Regions from separate parts of the Anas platyrhynchos genome. Here region 1 is linked to region 2. Evidence: chromatin contacts called from public Hi-C data. All regions are on one chromosome and are shown on one strand. Each heading gives the region's core, a stretch centred on a gene start, on an enhancer-like site or on the middle of the called end of the contact. The rest is flanking DNA. Distances are from core to core; before and after follow the strand shown.

Region 1 (2,700 bases), core at 78-2,577, 310 kb before region 2:
CTGCAGGCCCCAGTCTTGTCTGTAAGCATGAACTGGTTTATTCTATTTATTTTTTTTTTGCCTCTATAGAAATTGACTTTTTCCTTTTCACAGTCATCCCAAATTAATAGAGTTAGCTGAGCTTCTTAATCTATTTCCTTGTGGCTTTTATGTTGACATTGAGAAGGCTTCCCTTCCTAGATATTATTTTTCTTACAGATTTAAAATCTGTTTGCAATACCATGATTATATTTTGGTTTGGAAAATACATCATAATAATGAGTGTTTAGGTATGCTTCTGTGCTGAAGGTTCTCTAAATTATGATAGAAACATGTGATGCAAATGGGTGCATCCTGAAGGAGGAAAAATGGAAGGAAGCACACGTGTAGCTTGCACACAGCCCAGTTTAAATTCAGTTAAGTCTCTAGTATGTCAAGTAGAAAAGCTTGTTCGGAGTTCTCCTAAAGATTTTTTTTTCCCCTCTCCTGATTCATTTCTTTCTTTGGGGCAAACCTTTTGGTCTCTTAGCCATGCGTTGTCTGGAAGTGATCCAACAAAAGTATCTGTCAGTTGGTTTTCTAAAAACAATCATTGTCTGCTTAGACTTGTAATCCAGCCTTAACTGTCAGAGACCTGGGAAAGCGAGCAGCCCTCTGAGCACAGGGAACGCGAGCTTCCCAGCCAGGAGCTGTGCAAAACCCCTGGACCCAGCAGAGCTCCACTCAGGAATGTGCTACGCCATTCAAGCCCCAAGTGAGGAAAGCTTTCTATTTCTAGGAGCAGCATTAAACATGTATTTAAGTACTTTCTTCTCTAAATGGTTCATTAAAATATCCAAAGCTCAGTGTATGAGAACAGTACATTTAGATGTGAGAATGTCAATGGTTTTATTTAATATTCTTAGTCCTTCTTCTGAATACTATGTTTTCATAGGTAAATGGTACCAGTTATGTCGGTAAAACTATGAAATTGCATATACAAAAGAAAGATTTAATGGAACCATATTTTCTACTTCTGTAGGATTCTGTTCCGGTGACTAATATCAGTGGAGAGACTGATAGCTCTGTCCTACTTACCAGGCAATTATGCCAAAGCCTCTGGAGTTGGGTTGTTCTACTTTCGATCCACGGTTCAGACATGCTACCATGAGACAGGTTTCTGAGTGAAATCCAAATGGAAATGTAGTTACCAGAAGCACTGCAGGTGTCCTGCTGGCGTCTGCTGTTGGTACATTCCCATTTGCAGACAGCAGAATCTGCCTGAGCGATTCAGCAGTCACAGAGTGGTTTGGGTTGGAAGGGACCCCAAAGCCCACCCAGCCCAAACCCCTGCCATGGGCAGGGCCCCTCCCACCAGCCCAGGCTGCCCCCAGCCCCATCCAGCCTGGTCTTGGGCACTGCCAGGGATGGGGCAGCCACAGCTCCTCGGGGCAGCCTGCGACAGGGCCTCGCTGCCCTCAGAGTGAAGAATTTTTTCCTACCGCCTGATCCCAGTCTCCTCTCTCTTGGTGTAAAGCTGTTCCCCCTTGCCCTCTCAGAGCAGCAGGAGGAGGCAGTGGCTTGGAGCAGCCGGGCCCGGGCCCCTCTCTGGCAGCGCTCCGAAGCGGGTGTGGGGTCAGGGCAGGCATTCGGTCAGAGCAGCCCGCCTTCGGTTCTTGGCGGCCGCTCCGGTCCCGTGTGTTGCACTAATTAATGCAGGACACAGCTGTGTGTCTGATAAATGATGCACCATCCCGAAAAGACATTATGACAGGGTTTCGAGCTATCCATCCACCAGATTCCTTCTGATTTCTGGGAGGAAACTACTATCCTCATTAGTTTCTGATCCATGATATTCAAAGCAGAGCTTCCTGCAGCTTGCTCCTTCAGGGCCAGTTGTTTGGCTGCGTAACAAAAGCCAATGCTGGACTGCAAGTCCCTGCTCCCTTCAGCTCAGGGCACGTTTAAGGGAATGCCTTCTCCCTGATGATTTGGCAGATCTCTGGGCAAAGGCAGGCTCTGCTAATGAAAGGGAAGCTGAGATGATGTGCTGAGCAGAAGCTAGAGGTGGGAAGGTAAAACTACTGCAAATGTTACTTCATTACTGGTTTTGGTTAAGCTCTGTGTTAAGTAACTTTGCAGGGTTGTAGGTCACTGAGCTACGCAGGGGAGCAGGCTGAAGGGGAAAGAGCTGAGTGTACGGTACTGAACTGCAGCATTGCAGGGAGATGCACGACCTGGTGCAGCGTGTGGTGCTTCACACATTTAATAAGGTGGCTGTGGCTCACGGTGCAGCTAAAGCATGTTGGTGGCAAGCTAGATTTCTGGGAGTCCTGTCAGCACTCACCAGAGTGACTATTATACAGTGTTTGTGAGATGCCATCAGTTTTAATGAGGAAAAGTGAGCACAACGTGATCACATTGAAACTGGCATACAATTATCAAGTCGGCTACTGTGTGTGAGGTGCTTAATTATCTCACGGGAATTTTCCATACAAAAGTCCCCAACCCTGTGTATTACCCTCCCTGCTACACGTGTTCCCACAGATATCCATGGGGCTAAGGTGGAAAACATTACAAATTACCTAGACTGAACTGATAGAAAATAAAAACCCAGGATACAAAGGGATGATTTTGTCAGTAGCTTGGTTGGTGACTAACGCAGTGGCTGGACTGTGGTTTCCAGTTTTGCTTCTGCAGGAGGGCATTCCTTTTGCCGTGCTCCTTTTGCTGCCTTCCTTC
Region 2 (2,700 bases), core at 110-2,609:
ATTCCACAAACATCCCACCCACACTTGCAGGAAACCATCCCTAAGACAGAAGGATCTTCCCGTTATTAGCAGTCCACTCACAGGCCCAATTGTTGAGCATCTGACAGGCAGATGGACTGCTCATTTAACGAGAGAAAAATTACTTTCCTCATCTTATAGGGGAAAAAAAATGAAATTCAAAAGGGGTTTTAAGTATTTTTGCCTTCACAGCAGTGTTTAAAATAACTTTTAAAGTGCTAAAGAGCAGAGATACACAGCAAATCATTTTCTTAAGGATGCTCCTAACAAACTTCAGGCTACTGGTAAATGATTTGGACTTAAGGAAGAAAAACATTTTAAATATAAATAAGAATTAAACAATAGTAATTACTATCCAAATAATCTTAAATGTCAAACATTAGTCTGCCTTCAAGAACAGCGTGTTATAAGGAAACAGCAGTTCAGAAGCAGGGTTGTACAGTGCATCTGCAACATATGAAACTCACCTCAAAATGCAGAGCACAGCTCAAGGCCTGTCTCCAAAACAACATATTAAACAAGAGCTGTCCTGAATTAAACATCAGATCCACGGCACACTGGGTTTCCGAAAGTCAACTGCAATATTAATTCTAGTGTTCATGCTTGTAGCTAAAGCTAAGGAAAACTGTATTTCAATTCTCTACCAAATTTTCACGTATGAAATAATAGAGGTCAAAACTAAATTATAGTTTTGTATCATCCTGAATTACTGGCTTTCACCCAAACGTACGCTGAGTGCCTTACGTTCTGAGATGTCATGCTGCTGATATTCTCCAGCAACATGAGAGCTAAGAAATTTGCAAGGTCTTAGGCCTTTCTTGAGCTAGACACATCTCTCCTAACTGGGGAGAAAGGGCATACAGGGAGCCAAGGAGTTCCCCATCCTCTAGGCTGTGCTCTGCTAACCATGACGGCAAGTCTTCCCCGTGCACCTTCCCTGACTATTGGGGAATTCATTTCTACACCAAAATACGAATTGACCCATTGATCCATGCACATAGATCCTTCATCAGACACAAGTAGCTGTGACTAAAACACAACCAAGAACTCTATTTTATGGGCTATTTTTAGCTCCCTGGTATCTTTGTTAGGCTTGTGTGTTCCCAAAGTTGAATCTGAAGCTAACTCTTAAATTTGTATGGAGATTACTACAGCTGAGGAAGAAATTTGTCAGATTTCAGGTGAGTTATTTTAGGCTTTTAAATTGTCAGGTGTAATAGGAAAAGCATATTAGCAATAAAAACGACGGAAAAGCGTTTCCTCTTGTCTGCAGAAAATATAAAAATGCCTCAGGCGCTATATTCCCTGACACATGTCAACCACTTGACACATCTTCCACTGGGCATGGTTTCCTATTATGCATAAGAAAAAGATCGTTGTCTTTAAGCTGTTTCCTTACTGACTCCATAAAGTCAGCTCTGTTGCACCGTGTGCTCCAGCACTTCACTGCGCAGAGGGACGGGAAGCAAGAGGGGAAGAAGAGGGGTAAGTGGCAGTCAGGGGTCAGGCCTGACTCTCACCACCAATTCCTTTCTGCCTTTTGGCCACAGCTGTTAATTTTATTTGATTTGGAATTTCTTCCCTCCTGTCTGCTAAATCAGAAGTGGTATTTTTTTATATATAGATATCGCTAATTTTTCAGTCAGTCCCACAGTCTATCCTTTTAAAATGTCTCTTTAAAAAGAACAGCCCTAATAGATCTCTTGGAAACTATTATACAAGTACCTAGGTTCAGGCCAAAGATCTTCAGACCAACTACTTGCTAACAAAGACATGGGAGGTTGTTAAGATTAATATTTCAGCTACTTTGGGATGAAGTCTGTAATTTTATGTAGCATTAATCCCATTTAAAATATAGAAATTTAGTGTTTAGAATAAGAATTTAAAGATGTCCAACTTCAGGAAGCTAATTACATAATCCTTGTAATCAAATTGAAGTAAATTAATTTAAAAGAAAATCAGTCCATTTTTCCCCACACAATTTTAATCTTAATTAAATGAAACTTCCTTGAGAAAAAAGTCTCAGCTTACTTTTTTATAAGAAAACCTTTTTTTTAAAAAAAAAAAAAAAATCTAAAATCTCTGTACACTTGAAAACAATCATTTGATTTTTTTTTTTCAAAATTCCATTCTAAATAAGTAAATTAAACTCTGGATTTACCTTACCACCTTATATATGAAAAAACTGTAATTTTGTTGTTGTTAATAGGCCTGTTATATCTGCCCACTATTTCTAAGGCTTTGTCCTGTCTAATTTTAAATCATATTCAATGTTCTTCTCACATGTGCCTACAAAAAAATTATACAACTGCAACAACTGCATTCACCTTCTTCAGATAAAAGGAGGCTTCTTTACGGGTGTAGTGATATAAAAACTCAACACATTTTACAGTACCTGCTGAGTAGTACCCAGGACGATATAGCCAGACATTTTTGCCTTAATATACTTATTCAAATGAATTGAAATGTTTTTGTTTGTTTGGTTGGTTGGTTGTTTTTTTTTTTCATTATGTTATGTATTAAAATCAAAGAAAGATGGTTCCACAGTCATGACTTACTCAATCTGAGCAAGGGAGTTTGTATTTAAAATTTCAGTGCAGTCCCAAGGCCTGGTATGCATTTTTAGGTGCAGAGACATAGTAGGAAATATAGGAGGGGAATAATTTTAGAGATTTTAAACTG

The links. A called contact is a pair of places that touch in the nucleus more often than the background predicts.
Region 1: a contact with region 2 is called in a Hi-C map of skeletal muscle, with 3 times the contacts expected there. The contact joins the enhancer-like site here to the promoter of GP9 in region 2. A contact is called at or near these places in 2 of 8 Hi-C or Micro-C datasets (skeletal muscle and subcutaneous adipose tissue).

What each region holds. Positions count from the first base shown.
Region 1 is chr13:18,677,373-18,680,072 of IASCAAS_PekinDuck_T2T, reverse strand. The region is part of intron 3 of IQSEC1 (IQ motif and Sec7 domain ArfGEF 1); the gene reads left to right. Among named protein-coding and RNA genes, the nearest start is that of ACAD9, 170 kb to the right of the region's middle. Within about 2 kb of position 1,327, at least 1 of the 8 cell types and tissues checked has an H3K27ac peak or open chromatin away from gene starts, as enhancers often do.
Region 2 is chr13:18,369,679-18,372,378 of IASCAAS_PekinDuck_T2T, reverse strand. It overlaps GP9 (glycoprotein IX platelet), which reads left to right and starts at 1,359. Exons shown (of 2, transcript XM_072044275.1): 1 at 1,359-1,503. All of the region lies in intron 2 of CFAP92 (cilia and flagella associated protein 92 (putative)), which reads right to left.